2 separate regions of the Callithrix jacchus genome follow, and region 1 is linked to region 2. Evidence: chromatin contacts called from public Hi-C data. All regions are on one chromosome and are shown on one strand. Each heading gives the region's core, a stretch centred on a gene start, on an enhancer-like site or on the middle of the called end of the contact. The rest is flanking DNA. Distances are from core to core; before and after follow the strand shown. Region 1 holds the start of LRRC73 (leucine rich repeat containing 73). Region 2 holds the start of ZNF318 (zinc finger protein 318).

Region 1 (7,762 bases), core at 3,597-6,096, 140 kb before region 2:
GGGACAGCTGAGCCGGCAGGTGGCTGATCAGGTAAGCAAGATGGAATCCCCTGCAGGTGGAAAAGTAAACCTAGGTGTGTCCCATGTCCTGGAGTTGGTATTGGTGTGTCGCCCCAGGTTGTCCTGGTAGAAATCAAATGGAAAATAGGCAACAGGGTCTAATGCCAAGAGTTCCACAATACCTATGCCCATCTTCCTTCAGATGTGGCAGGCTGGGAAGAGACAAGCCTCCAGGGCCTTCAGCTTGTATGCCAACATCGACATCCTGAGACCCTACTTTGATGTGGAGCCTGCCCAGGTGCGAAGCAGGTGAGGAGCCTTCTCTTGAAGAAGCTTCCCTCCTAATACCTACTCCTTCATGCACTCTACAAGCCCTGTGCTCTGGTGGGCTCCCCCTCTTCGTGACCTCATCACCTCTCATCACTGCACCTGTCATTGAACACAAATAATCATAACACAGCGCCTTCCTCCTCTTTTCCATCTAGCCGACTACTCATCTTCCCTCAAAACCTACCTCAGATGTCACTTCCCCTATTCCACATTCCTCAATCCCATCCCCAGTTTGTTCTCTCCTGGTATTCCTATAGAACACTTGCCTCCAACAGACAGCACTTCAGCACTGCCATCCTTTCATATTGCTGGAATTTTCCCCCCAGAGCAGGCTCTATCTTGTTTATCTTTTTATTCCCAGCACCAGAACAGTCTCTGAACCAGAATATCAGGGCATAGTTTTTGAGTGACTTTTCAAGAACTAGATATAATCCTGGCTTGTTTTGTTTGTTGTTGTTCATCCTTTAATCAGTGCTAAGCAAATACCCAGGACCACTCAGCAAGTATTTATTAAGCATTTGCTCTGTGGCAGACCCTATGCTAATTGTATCCGGTTCGGTGGTGAAGATGGATGGGAGCCTTGCTCTTGAGTACAGTTATAGTACAGTCCTCATGCTATGATGGGGTACACGGGATCGATATGTGAGCCATAGCAGGTTGGTGGGTGGGACGGGGCAGGTTTCCCAAAGGAAGTAAAATCTAGCTAAAATCCAAGGTATGATTAGGAGCTAGCCACCTTGGCAGGGACGGGGGTGGGGAGCGGTGACTGAATTTTCTTACTACTCCACATATGTTTTTCAAGAAAATGCTCGACAGTGCCTGGAGGCACTCTTACTGTTCCCTCAGTAACACCTTTCATTCTAAACCTTCCATCTAGCTGACTAGACCTTTTCTAGGGCTTCCCCATTACAGTCTAATACTCTGGGTACTCTCTGCTGAGGTCTGCCTGTCTTTTCAAGGGGAGACGGGGTGACAGATACATGGTCAGGCCCTCTCTGAAGGCCCAGCAGGGCTGAGTTCTGCACATAGCTGCTGTTTCAGTCAGCTAAGTTTCAGAGGGTTAACCTTCCTGGAAGTAATTTTAGGGGCAAGGAAATGATTTCCTCATTCCCTGTATATCTTTACTACCCTGTTCTCCCCTGTCATCTAACATGTCCTCTAGGCCAGGCCCCAATCCCTGGAGTTAGAGATGAGTAAGATTCAGGCCTTGCCCTCCAGAACTTCATGGCCTAGTGCTGTCTCTGCTTTCATCTCTCCTCTCCTCTCTCAGGCTTCTGGAGTCCATGATCCCTATCAAGATGGTCAACTTCCCCCAGGTGAATAGAGGGTGGCATGTCTGGAGAGCCGGGTGAAGCACCAGGGCAGAGGGTGGGGCGACCAGGCAAAGCCTGGGAAGGTATAAACAGACAAGCCATTGTACCCTCCAGCCTGAATGAGTTGGTATATTGACAGAAAATTGCAGGTGAACTCTATGGACCTCTCATGCTGGTCTTCACACTGGTTGCCATCCTACTCCACGGGATGAAGACATCTGACACTATTATTGTAAGCAGGACAGAGGACTTTGGGTCGGGGGGTGGCTGAAGTAGGGCCTCCCTGTGGAAGGCCCTAGATGAGGCTGAGCTCAGAAGCCTCCTAGGACTAAGTAGAGCCTTCGCCCCACAGCGGGAGGGCACCCTGATGGGCACAGCCATTGGCACCTGCTTCGGCTACTGGCTGGGCGTCTCATCCTTCATTTACTTCCTCGCCTACCTGTGCAACGCCCAGATCACCATGCTGCAGATGCTGGCACTGCTGGTAAGGAGCCTGGCATGGTGGTAGGCAAGGGTGATGTTAAAAAGAGTAGCCAGGTCTTGGTCTGCATCTGTCCTGGGGCCTCAGATCCTGGAATGGGTGGAGTGGGCCATTGGACCATCTGTTTCCCAGGCTCCCCATGAGGGGCCAGAAACCAGCCCAACCTGAGTGATTTTCCTCTCCACCATCCTCCTTCCCAGGGCTATGGCCTCTTCGGGCACTGCATTGTCCTGTTCATCACCTATAACATCCACCTCCACGCCCTCTTCTACCTCTTCTGGCTTTTGGTGGGTGGGCTGTCCACAATGCGCATGGTAAGCCGGGCAAGAGGCTTCCAGGGGTGGGATGTCCTCCCAGGGAGTTGGGGAAGACAGCCTGGAGCTGTCCATCTCACAAAGAGCCCTAAATGGGAGGGAGGGGCTCAAAGAGGGTTCTGCCCTGGGTGGGGTTGTCTTGTACCCACTCCTCACTTTGGAGCCAGGCCCTTTGAGCTATATTCTCATGTCCCTAGGTAGCAGTGTTGGTGTCTCGGACCGTGGGCCCCACACAGCGGCTGCTCCTCTGTGGCACCCTGGCTGCCCTACACATGCTCTTCCTGCTCTATCTGCATTTTGCCTACCACAAAGTGGTAGAGGGTAAGTGGCAGGAAGGTCTGGGTGGGGGAGAATGGGAAAGCAGCTGTCTAGGGCAAAAGGCAGGATATGATAGTGGCCTGGCCCCATCTGACCCTCACTCACCTTCCATCTTCCTTTCAGGGATCCTGGATACACTGGAGGGCCCCAACATCCCACCCATTCAGAGGGTCCCCAGAGACATCCCTGCCATGCTCCCTGCTGCTCGGCTTCCCACCACCATACTCAATGCCACAGCCAAGGCTATTGCTGTGACCCTGCAGTCACACTGACCCCACCTGAAATTATTGGCCAGTCCTCTCTACCACAGCTGCAGAGAGGAGGAAGACTAAAGGACAGTCCTGATGTCTCATATGGGGTCTGCAGCTGCTACTGAGCTGTAGCTGCTTAAGTACCTCCTTGATGCCTGTTGGCACTTCTGAAGGGCACAAGGTCAGGAACTCCTGGCCAGGACTGCAAGGCTCTGCAGCCCGTGCACAAAGTGGGTCAGCTCCTCTGAGACTCCCTCACCTCCTACCCCTTCCTTCCTCTTTATCTCTCCCACATTGTCTTGCTAAATATAGACTTGGTAATTAAAATGCTGATTGAAGTCTGGAACTGCAGAGCTGATCCAGTGGTCCTCCCTGTTACCTTACTTCCTCTATACTTTCCTGCTCTGTCAGCCATGGTAATATTGTATGTTCCCTTCATATCCTCAACCAGCAGGATAAAGGTGGGACAGGCCAGACTACAGAGAAGGCAGTGATTGAATATGGAACCACCTGCCCCTGAGGGCAGGGGACACCTGACCCATGAAGGGGCAGGGAGGCCTCAAGCAAAAAACCATAAGCCTGATGGAAAGTGCACCCAGTTTGAGTCTGCACTCAGCTACACTCTTGGAAAACCAATGAAGGAGTGACAATTGGACAAAACATCCCGACTTAAACCCTGTGTCAAAACAAGGAAAATCTTCTGCAGCTGGGCACTGTGGGCATAATTTTCCTGTGGAGCTCATAATTGAAGCCAAACTTGGCTTTGCCTTGGTGGTACTGGAGCTAGCTCCTTTCGGTTTTTCTGTCTTTCCTCTTAAAACCAACCACCACTCCTAACATAGCGCCACCCCACCACCACCATGTGTTTTATCTGCTCCACTTACTAAGTTAATTCAGGTGGCTAAGAGGGAATAGGGCCTTTGACCTCCCTTCACTACATTGAATATTACGTTTTATGGAAAAGAATCCTCTCCTAGTAAATCTGGGTCAGCATCTAACCCTCCTAACAAAGGGACTAACAGAGGTGCCCTTCATTTGTCTTGTGTTACACAAGCGAGGTCCCCATCACCCTGGCCAGTGGACAAAGTTGTGACGGCGTTGCCTGTACCGTGCCGGTGGCCTAGCCGCCTTCACGTCCTCACCACTGCTCCAGGGCCCTGGCCCCGGCCCCTCCTTTGTATTGGCTGCCCCAGTCTCCCGGCATGGACACACCCTCAGACGTCAACAGTGCTCTGCGCACCTGGAGGAGTGGCACCAGGACGTTGCATCTATCTGAGGCTCCCCTGCCCTAGGGACCCTCTGGGGTTCTCTTGTCCCCAGCAACTCCGGCTGTCTGTGCCCAGCCGTGGTCCCTGGGGCCGCCCTGGCGAGGCAGCCATTTTGGCGAGGAGCAAGCGGGGAAGTCCCCGTGGGCCGGGATCCCCACTCACGCTGCGCCTCGCGTCACGGGGGCGAGGGCGGGGCGAGGTGCGTATGAAAGTGCCCTGGGGCCTTCCAAATAGAAGGGAACAGTGTCCTGGATCGTGGCGAGGGTTTGGACCTTAGGAACCGGAAGGACTGGAGAATAGGCAGAAAAAGCGGTAACTGTCCAACGCCATCTCCACGTGGCGTGCCTTCATTCCGCTCCCCGCCAGTATGCCCCACCCTGTAAGTCCTAGGCCTCAGCCCTGTCGCCTTCCTTCTGCCAGCTGGCTGACCCCACTCCCAAGGCAAGAGCGACCTATCACTCCCAGCTCCCTGCCCCGAACCGCCCCTTGTGCGCGAACCTCGTGGGCCGGCGTGGCCGTGGCCGTGGCCGTGGCCGGGCAGGGGGCGGGGCGAGCGGCGGTGACGCGGCCGTTGCCATGGAAACCCGCCGCCCGCTCGCCCGCTGGAGCCGGAGCCGGAGCTGCCGCCCGCCGCCCGCCTCGGGCTCTCTCAGCCAGCCGTGCGGCCAGGCCCACGGGGTGGTCGGGGGAGCCGGGCGGCAGAGAGGGAGGGAGAGGGTACGGCCTCCCAGCCAGGATCGGTAAGCCGAAGGCCCTGAGCCGCTGCCGCCACGACCGCGAGGGACAAGGACAAGCGCCGAGCAACGCCTGCCCAGCCCCCGAAACGCGCCCAGCCCAACGCCCTGACACTGACCGTTCGGGCCGCCCCCGCCCCAGTACCGCCCCACCTCAGCCGGACCAGCGCCCTGGACGCCTCCGCACCTCGGGCCGGCTCCGGCTCCGTCCCGATCGCTCTTCTCCGCCCCCGCCGCAGCCTCCGCCTCCGCCACCGCCTCTGCCTCCGCCCCGAGTCCCGCTCCGCCCGCGACCCCGGCCGGGACCCTGACCCCGGCCCTATTCCCGGCCCCGCCCGCGACCCCGCCAACCTCCGCTCCGGCGCCGGCCCCAGAGGCCCAGCTGAGGGCACGATGCTGCCCAGCTCCATTCAGATTTCCGGGGAGCCGCTGTCCGGAGCCGAGGTGCGGGACATCTGCCGCGGCCTGCGCGACAACGCCGTGCGCCTGCTATCACTGCGCGGCTGCCGCCTCTGCGACCGCGACTTCGGCCGCATCTGCCGGGCCCTGGCCGGGGCCACGTCCTTGGCGCAGCTCAACCTTAACCTGGGCGTCGTGTCTAGCCCCAGTCGCATCAAGCAACTGGCTGAGGCTCTGCGGACCAACCGCTCCATCCAGTCCCTCTTGTGAGTGCGCCCCCTCGCAAGGGGGTCCCGGGCACTGCATCCCTCCATGCACTCCCCTGCCACCTCCTGTTTCTCCACACTCCTTCCAGTACCATCCTACCTTCACATACCTTATGCACACACACCGTGCCTCGGCCCTTCAAAACACCCTCCAAGCACACGCTTGGAATTTTTAAGCGCGACCCCACCCAAGTTGGGATACCCACCCTTTCCTGACATTGGGTAGGGGCCATACCTCCCCACCTAATCACCTGCATTTACTTCTCTGGGGCAGCTCTTAGGTTCCCAAGAGGGAATCCCCCCATGGGGACGAGAGCCCTGCCCACTGCAGAATTCCAGTCCTCCACCCACCCACCCCTTCTCTGCCTCTCCCTGTGCAATATCCTGGATCCCAGTCCCTGCCCCAGAAAACCAAACTGAATTCTCCTTTTACTTATATTTCCTGAGAATCTAGAACTTTCCTTCTCCTTTTCTGGGCCTCTCGAGTGCTGTGACTGTGTGCCCTCCCCATCCCTAGGGCTGACAGAAGTGAAAGTGCCCTTCCCCATGTAGATAGGACTGAAGCCTGCAGTAATCCCGCTCTCACTCCCCTCCAGCCTGCATGGAAGCCCCCTGACAGATGCAGGGCTGGCCTTGCTGAACCCAGCCCTGGCCCTTCACCCTGCCCTCGTGGCTCTGGACCTGGGGGACTGCATGCTGGGTGATGAAGCCATCAACCTCATCTGTGGCCTCCTGCCCCCAGACGGGGCCAAATCTGGTGAGCAGGGCCCTGCTCAGGGCTTGGGCTAGTGTGGCAGCAATGAACATCGAAATGCAGAGGGAAGGGGGTGTGGCCCAGAGCCCAGAGCTCTGACGATGTGGGTGAGAACGTCTTTCTAACCCTCTCAGGAAGGCGCAGGACTAGGGGTGGCATGGAAACTCAGGAATCCAGGCAGGCTGGGGCAGGCAGGGGAGGCATCGGTCTCCTTAATGCTCTGGAACGCTATGGGGGGGGCGGGGGTGAGGTGGTGCCCAGCCACTAGGACACCGGGACACAGGGAGGGTAGGGAAGGGTTGGAGGAGGGCTTAACTCTCCCTATTCTGGTTTCTTGCTATGATGCTGCCCAGGCTTGAAGGAGCTAACGCTGAGTGCCAACCCTGGCATCACCCCTAAGGGCTGGAGCCGCCTCGCCATTGCCGTGGCCCACAGCTCCCAAGTCCGCGTCCTCAATCTGGATTACAACCCGCTGGGTGAGGCTCAAGAACATCCCCTTAGGTTCTCACTGCCTCATGCCCTATCCAAGAGCCTGGGGCCATCAGTTGGTATGGTAACCCCTACACTGGGAGAGGGAAGAGGCAGGAGAACCTCCAGGAATCAAGGAGGTAGCTATGTGGAGGACCAGGTGACCAACAATTAGATCAAAGCATCAGTCACCACCCGAGCCCTAACTTGCTTCATGCTCACCAATCACAATGATCCCTTCCTGACCACCAATTGTCTGTGTTTCCTGGCCAGGGGTTACTATCTAAAGTTGTTAAGGCAATGGGGAAGCTATCTGTAAGGATTAGCAGGCATGTGTGTGAATGATGTGAACGTGTGCATGTGTGTTGTCTCCCCAGGTGACCATGTGGCAGGAATGCTGGCTGTAGCTGTGGCCTCCAGCCGTACCCTAGAGGTCCTAGACTTGGAGGGCACAGGGCTCACCAACCAGTCAGCTCAGGTGGGAAGTAATCATGTTTGGAAACAGCCAGGGGATGGGGTGGGGGTTAGCCTACGTTGTCTGCTGACATACCTAAGGGGTGGCAGGTTGGGGTCTGAGGACCTGCCTTAACTACATTCATCCTTTTCCATATTCTTCTCCACCTCAGACCCTGCTGGACATGGTAGAAAATTACCCCACAGCTTTACGGAGCCTGGTGTTGGCTGAGAACAGCATTAGCCCAGAGCTGCAGCAACAGATCTGTGACCTCCTCTCTGAGGGAGAGGAGGAGGAGGAAGTGGCAGGAGGGGCTGGCAACATCCAGGAGTGGGAGAGAGGGCGGGAGCCTGCTGCCCACCAGAGGGGCAGCAGCTCCTGGATGTGCCCCAGCGGTAAGAACCCAGAGGGT
Region 2 (7,321 bases), core at 3,206-5,705:
TTAGTGGAGGTTATAGACAGAGTAGTGATACATGCATGATTGAATTCACCATGTTTAACAGAAAATCATATTGTCTCTCTTTTTTCTTTTCCAGAGACAGGGTCTTGCTTTGTTGTCCAGGCTAACCTTGGGCTCCTGGGCTCAGGTGAAAACTCCTGCCTTAGTCTCCTGAGTAGCTGGGATTACAGGTATATGCCACGGTGTCCAGCAGAAAAAATCGTATTTTCTTTTTCTGAAATGGAGTCTCACTCTGTCACCCAGGCTGGAGTGGCATGATTTCAACTCACTGCAACCTCTACCTCCTGGGTTCAAGGAATTCTCCTGCCTCAGCCTCCTGAGTAGCTTGGATTACAGGCGTGCACCACCATGCCCAGCTAATTTTTGTATTTTTAGTAGAGACAGAGTTTCACTATGTTGGCCAGGCTGGTCTCAAACTCCTGACCTCAGGTGATCCACCTGCCTTGGCCTCCCACAGTGTTGGGATTACAGGCGTGAGCTACCACACCTGGCCAGAATCATATTTTCTTTTTTTTGTTTTTGTTTTTTGAGACAAAGTGTCCCTCTGTCACCCAGGCTGGAGTGTAGTAGCACGATCTCAGCTCACTGCAAACTCTGCCTCCCAGTTTCAAGCAATTCTCCTGCCTTAGCTTCCCAAGTAGCTGGGATTACAGGCACCTGCCTCCATGCCTGGCTAATTTTTGTATTTTTAGTAGAGATAGGGTTTCGCCATGTTGGGCAGGCTGGTCTCGAACGCCCAACCTCAAGTGATCTGCCTACCTCAGCCTCCCAGAGTGCTGGTATTAACAGGCACAAGCTACTGCACCCAGTCTCAGAATCATAATTTCTAATTGGTTATTATTGGTGTAAAGGTAATATTGCTAATATTAGGATATTATCATTCCAGTCACTGAGCAGGGAGTGCCTAGGCTTAGTTCTTGTTTAAAGATGGTCAATGTTTTTATCTTCCCACCCACATGACACATTCCCATGAAACTGTACCCCCAAGCAGAAGGGTGGCAGTCATTTTGTTCAGCTTGCATGTAGGGACTTGGCTTTAAGTTGAAAATCTGGCCCAGGTCCTCTACCTCCTGAGAGGCACTTACATCTTCATTATCTCACAGGAGCCAAATCTCTAACTGCTACCCTTGCTTCTAGACTCATTTAAAAGCCCACAAGTTCCATGCGGAGGGGGTTATCTCATTTCAGAGTGTATTAATTGTCTTGAGCTGCTGTAACAAAATACCATAAGCTGAGTGGCTTCAACAACAGGTGCTTATTTCTCACAGCTCTAAAGGCTGGAATGTCTAAGATCAAGGTGCCAGCCAATTTAGTTCCTGGTGAGTGCTCTCTTACTGGTTTATAGACACTGCCTTCTCACTGTGTGCTTGCATAGCAGAGAGGGGCATGGGTGTCTCCTCCTCTCTTTATAAGGATACTAATCCTATCATGGGAGCCCTACCCTCATGACCTCGTCTAACCCTAATTACCTCTCAAAGGTCTCTTCTGCAAATATAGCATCACATCAGGGGTTAGGACTTTCACAAATAATTTGGAGTAGTGGGCAGGGGCAGGGGGTTGGGAGACACAATTCAGTCCATAGCATACAGCCTAGGTCTCCTTTTCTCTTTTAAGGTTTTACATGTCATTGCCATACGTCTACTATGGGGTGGGGTGTGTGTGTGTGTGTATGTGAAAGCCTTTCCACATCTCACCATTTTCATGAGAGTCTCAAAAATTTCTTGATGACAGACAATAGTGACAGTATGTTAACTGGGTTCTTCCTATTGTCTCTGGAGTTTCAACAAAGGCCTCAAAAGCAGAAGGCAATACAACAGGTGCCAGGTACTCCCATTCCCCCATCTTAAAGGGTGATGATAGAATATGAACTAGTCTGCCAGCATTACTAATCATCCACATTCAGTCTATATAAGAGAAAGAGGATTGTGATGGAGACTTACCTGTGGGCTCTGTATTTCCTCTCTTGTCACTCTAGGGAGGGAGAGGTGTTTCTCCCCTTGCTTGAAGCCAAGTGAGATAAAGGCTTCCATTAGAACCTCAGGATATTTGGCTTGTGTCTCCTGGGGTTTGGAGATCCACAGGGATGGTGTCTTAACCCCTACCTGGGGGAAGTCCGAAAGCAAGATGCTGGCTAACTGCTGGGATGGTGAATAAGGTGGGTGCCATGGGAGTGAGCTGCACTGCCCTTGACACTGGGGCAAAGGCATGAGTTACCTGTGAGCCAAGCGGACCTACAAGCTAACCAATGTGGAGTCATTTAAAAGGGATCCTTCCCATGAGAGATAACCAGAGAGGAAAAGGACTCTCTGCCACAGGGGAGTGAGTTTTACATGAGGTAAGCATCCTCCAGAAGGCCAGATACTTGGGGGAGGGGAGTCATAGATATCGAACCAGAGGAGGACCACTGCCTAGCTCCCAGCAAGAGAGTTCTAAAAAAGCCCACAAAGGTGTATAAGAGAAAGGCCAACATGTGTGATTCCTCCATGCCCACAGGGAACCAATATTGGAAGATAACAGCATCCTGCACTAACCAGGAAACTCTGTGTTCTTTGCCTCCAAACCCTTCTCCTCCTGGGAGGAGGAGGGTCAGAAATAGCAGCTAGCCAGTGGGAGAGGAGAAGCAAACTTTGAAGAGCAAAGGTAGGGAGGTGGAGAAGCCTACCATACCACCTTTAATACAGCAAGCTTCAAGTCTGAAACAGGTAAGAGCAGGGGTAGGGGAGAACCTTTAGCCTTAATAAAGTTTACAGTTTTGTTATTCTGTACTAGATGTTTTCACTTCTGCAATATGACTACTCTCTTGACTGAAAAACACTTGAAAAGTGAAAGGATCTGCAAGAGAGTTCATGCAGGACACATGAACTATGCATAGAGCAAGTGTGATGGGGAAGCAGAAGAGTTTTCTGATTATACACCATGTCTCCTCTCCCTGTCTTGAAACCTCCCAGCTCCTTTGATAAAAACACTCAATATTAGAAACAGACTGGGGAGGAAAAGTTGATACAGAATATAACAAACATGATTTAAAATTTATTGACTCCAAGTATCTATACACACTGATTTACGTTTTCTTTACATTTATTAGGTCCCACCAAAAGTATGGGTAACCAAAATCCATATATATGCTAATAAAGACAGGGCATACACTCAGGCAGATTATTATTATTTTTTTCATTAAGTTATTGGTGTCTTATTTTATATAAATTATATAAAACGTGAAGCTGGGTGAAAGAAGTCAACTAGTGAAAATTTCAAACGTTTTTACTGAGTATATGCCATCAAAAAACATGGAAATGGGTATATACATAGATGTTTTTTTTGAGACACAGTGTCACTGTCACTCAGGCTGGAGTGCAGTGGCATGATCACAGCTTACTGCAGCCTCAATCTCCCGAGTAACTGGGGTACAGGCGCGTGCCATCACACCTGACAATTCTTTTTTTTTTTTTTTTTTTTTAGAAATGCGGGTCCTTCGATGTTGCCCAGGCTGGTCTTGAACTCCCAGGCTCAAACAATCCTCCTGCCTCGGTCTCCCAAAATGCTGGGATTATAGGCGTGACCCTTCGCACCTGGCCCACTTTTGTATTTAGGATGCAGAGCCCTGAGACTGACATATAGGAAAATCCTGGACTTAAGGCAGGTGGAGGAGGCATGCCTGAATCTTCTACAAAAAACTCGACAGGCCTCCAGTCTGTCATGATGTGGGGCCCTGGTAGTGAGGGCCCTCCACCAAGACCACAAGTACTAGTCAGAAAACAGCTCGAAAACTTACTGATGTCTATTTGGGGTTTGATTCTCGACCATCACCTCCATCTCGCACTCTCCTACCCTCAATTTCAACCTCCAGAAATTAGGCAAACTGGAAAGTAAACTGATGTGAGTCGTGCTGCTTCCGCAGGCGACGGGGACTTCGGTGGGAGCTCTTGCCGAGGTCCGCGACCTCGGACAAGCTAACGTTTTCAGGCCTGTTTATAGTCTCACGAATGGTTTACAACCATTTCGTGTCCATTCCTAAATTAACATGCTTAAGGGGCGACAGGTAAGAGCGAAGAGCTGCCCCAGATTTCCAAACCGCCAAGTCCCGAGGCCTGGAGCATCCCGGGAAAACCAGGCTGAGAATTCCTCCCTTCCGCCCCGCCCACCCCGCGCGGAGGCCCCGGGGGTCACGTGGCCGCCGGGGGAGTGGAAGTGGGTGGCTCAGCGGCCGCCATCTTGCGGGGTCGGAGGCGGGGCGTGCAGAGCTCAGGGCGCGCGCTTCGCTTCCCCTCCTCTCGCCTAGCCTCGTACCGTTGTCTGTGCTCCTCCTCACTTTTCTTGGTTCCTGCGGCCGCTCCCTGAGTGGAGGAACGGGGAACCCCGGAGGCGGGGGGAGGGGGGGTGTGTCGGACGCGTGCTCGCGCTCTTCAACCGCTGGCCGCGCGGGCGCGCTCGGCCGGGCCCCAGGGGCGACGCGGGGCCGAGGGGAGGGGGCTGCTCCAGCTGCTGGGGCGGCGCGCAGCGGTCGAGGTGGCGGCGGCGGCAGCTGCGGCGGCGCGCTCCGGGCCTGCATCTAGGGCGCCCCTGGGTCCGAGCGGTCGCCGTGGCCGCCGCTACGAGAACCATGTACCGCAGCAGCGCCCGCTCCTCCGTCTCTTCCCACCGGCCTAAAGACGACGGCGGGGGCGGCCCGCGCAGCGGCCGAAGCTCCGGCTCCTCCTCAGGCCCGGCTCGCCGCAGCTCACCGCCGCCTCCGCCCTCCGGCTCCTCCTCGTCACGGACCCCGGCTCGCCGACCCCGCTCGCCCTCAGGGCACCGCGGCCGCCGGGCCTCGCCGTCCCCGCCGCGGGGTCGTCGCGTCTCCCCATCTCCTCCTCGAGCCCGTCGCGGCTCCCCGTCGCCACCACGGGGCCGACGACTCTTCCCGCCGGGCCCGGCAGGCTTCAGAGGCAGCAGCCGAGGGGAGTCCCGCGCCGACTATGCCCGGGACGGCCGCGGAGACCATCCAGGCGACAGCGGCAGCCGGGTAATCCCACCCCTCGTCCGGGACTCCCTCCGTCCCCCAGCTCCCTAGCCCGGAATTCCCGTTTCCAGGAACGCCCAGGGCCTCCAGGCCAGAGTCCTAAGCGCGGAGCCTCCGGCCAATTCCCTCGGGGATGACGAGCCTGTCAGACCCGGGAGCGTTGACACAATAACGGACTCGGGAGCGCACGGGCGCCTGGTCGGGAGTGCGCGCCCCATTCTTTAGGAATAGCTGTTTCTCTCACCCCGGGTGAGGTGTGGAAAGTTTGCCAAGGCTAGGGACATTTCTCCAAACCGTGTGCCTTGGTACTTTTTGGAGCGTTGGCGTGTCGTCGGGGTTCCGTAGTTTTCATCCCCTTACACCTGAGCTGCCCCAGCTGGATCTTAGGAAAAAAAACCCGAAATGGTACTTTTTTTTGGTGGCGAATTAGGGACGCTTGAACCCTACCAGGCCAGACGTCTAGAGTGTAAACTGCTAGCTTAAATGAATTGGAGCTGCTTCTCCGGAATAAATGTGCAGAACCACGGTCATTGTCATAGCCACTACTTCTTACCGAGTTCTGTGTTAGAAATTATGCCTAGTCTTTCACTTTACACATTCTTTAAACCCTCCAAACTCTTCGAAGTGAGGCAGTTAATATCCCTTGTTGTACGGTCGAGGAGCCAACTCAGAGAGGTTCAGGTAACTCGACCAAGGTGACATGGCTAGGTGGTAGAGCTGTGATTCAACTCAGAGCTGCCTGGTTCTCCAAACCCATGATTTTAACTGCTGTATTTCACTGCTACAGGAACAGAGCATGAGATTGTTTAGTTTTAGAAATAATACTGACCTTAACCATAACCACCACTCCAAGAGATCCTCTAGATAGAGGCTGGTGTTTAGGGATCTGTTTTATTTTTAGTTGTTTTTTTTTTTTTTTAATTGTTTGAGACAGGGTCTCGCTCTGTCGCCAAGGCTGGAGTGCGGTGGCGTGATCTCGTCTCACTGTAACCTCCGCCTCCTGGGTTCAAGCACTTCTGCCTCAACCTCCCAAGTATCTGGGACTACAGGCGCCCACCACCATGCCTGGCCTCTTTTTAAAAATTTAGTAACAAAGTTCTACTTTTTTGAGTGTCTCTCTAACGTGTATCTAAGTACTGTGAGTACTTTGGTCATGGGTGAATTGTCACTATGTTACGATTTTCAGTTGAGCAGTGCCAGGGTGGGTGACAGTCACTACAGAGGAAACAAAAATAGAATGCTTGTTTCCACAACATTCTTTTCTTTTCCAATGCACAATTTATTTACTCTGGTCTTTTCTGTTTTAGTAAATAGCATCATCCATGCTTACATCAGAAACAGTCATTATTTCCCATCTCTCCATATCTAATTTGTTAGATTACCTCATCTGTCTAACCCATTAGCTTTACCTCTGGAATATGTCCCCAAAACTGCCTTCCTGCCATCACTCTGGTCTAAGCCTTGTTATCTCTTTCCTGGGTTGCTGCATTGGGCTCCTTTGCACTCCACTCTTGCTACCTTCCAGTTTATTCTGTACACAGAAATCAACATGATTTTTAAGCCCTCCCTTTATACATTTGACATCTATTTATTAAGCATCTACTTTGTATTAGGCACTGTTCTGGACTATCTGGGGATACAACAAAGTACAAACCAGGCAAAAACTCCTGTCCTTATAGAGAGTTAAAATTCTAGCAGGGAGAGTTGGATAATATAAAGTTAGAAATGAATGCCATGGTTTGTTAAATGTACTTAAGTACTAAGAAAGACTAAGAAGAACTAAAATAGAGAAGGGAGTTACAATGTGTGTGTGTGTGTGTGTGTGTGTGTGTGTGTGTGTTTTTCATAAGAGTCTTGCTCTGTCACCAAGACTGGAGTGTAGTGGTGTGAACATAGCTTACTGCATCCTCAAACTCCCAAGCTCAAGCTATTCTCCCACCTCAGCCTCAGGAGTAGTTGGGACTACAGACATATATGTACCAGCATCCTAGCTGACTTTATTTTATTTTTTTAATTTTTAGTGTGGGGAGGGATTTCACTATGTTGCCCAGGCTGGTCTCAAACTGCTGACTTCAAGTGATTCTCCTTCATCAACTTCCCAAAATGCTAGGATTACAGGCATGAGCTACTGTGCCCAGCCTTGGGAGTTAAAATTTTTGATAGAGTAGTCAGCCTCCTGGAAAGGTGATTTTTGAATAAAAAGATCTGAAAGAGGTGAGGGTGTGCTGTGCAATCATCTGGAGGAAAAATGTAGTCGGATGATCACTATCCTGTGTAAAACCCTTCTGTAGCTGTTAATTGCAC

Evidence for each region. Hi-C and Micro-C count contacts between places; a contact is called where the count stands out from the background.
Region 1: a contact with region 2 is called in a Hi-C map of skeletal muscle, with 3 times the contacts expected there. The contact joins the promoter of LRRC73 here to the promoter of ZNF318 in region 2. A contact is called at or near these places in 2 of 3 Hi-C or Micro-C datasets (induced pluripotent stem cells and skeletal muscle).

Annotation. Positions count from the first base shown.
Region 1 is chr4:51,991,005-51,998,766 of calJac240_pri, reverse strand. It overlaps LRRC73 (leucine rich repeat containing 73), which reads left to right and starts at 4,846. Exons shown (of 6, transcript XM_078369246.1): 1 at 4,846-5,674; 2 at 6,192-6,431; 3 at 6,782-6,904; 4 at 7,274-7,374; 5 at 7,523-7,745. The coding sequence starts at 6,368. It overlaps YIPF3 (Yip1 domain family member 3), which reads left to right. Exons shown (of 9, transcript XM_078369245.1): 2 at 1-31; 3 at 203-309; 4 at 1,601-1,646; 5 at 1,783-1,875; 6 at 1,996-2,127; 7 at 2,325-2,438; 8 at 2,636-2,759; 9 at 2,880-3,353. The coding sequence ends at 3,028.
Region 2 is chr4:51,852,957-51,860,277 of calJac240_pri, reverse strand. ZNF318 (zinc finger protein 318) reads left to right here and starts at 4,455. Exons shown (of 11, transcript XM_035295700.3): 1 at 4,455-5,020. The coding sequence starts at 4,619.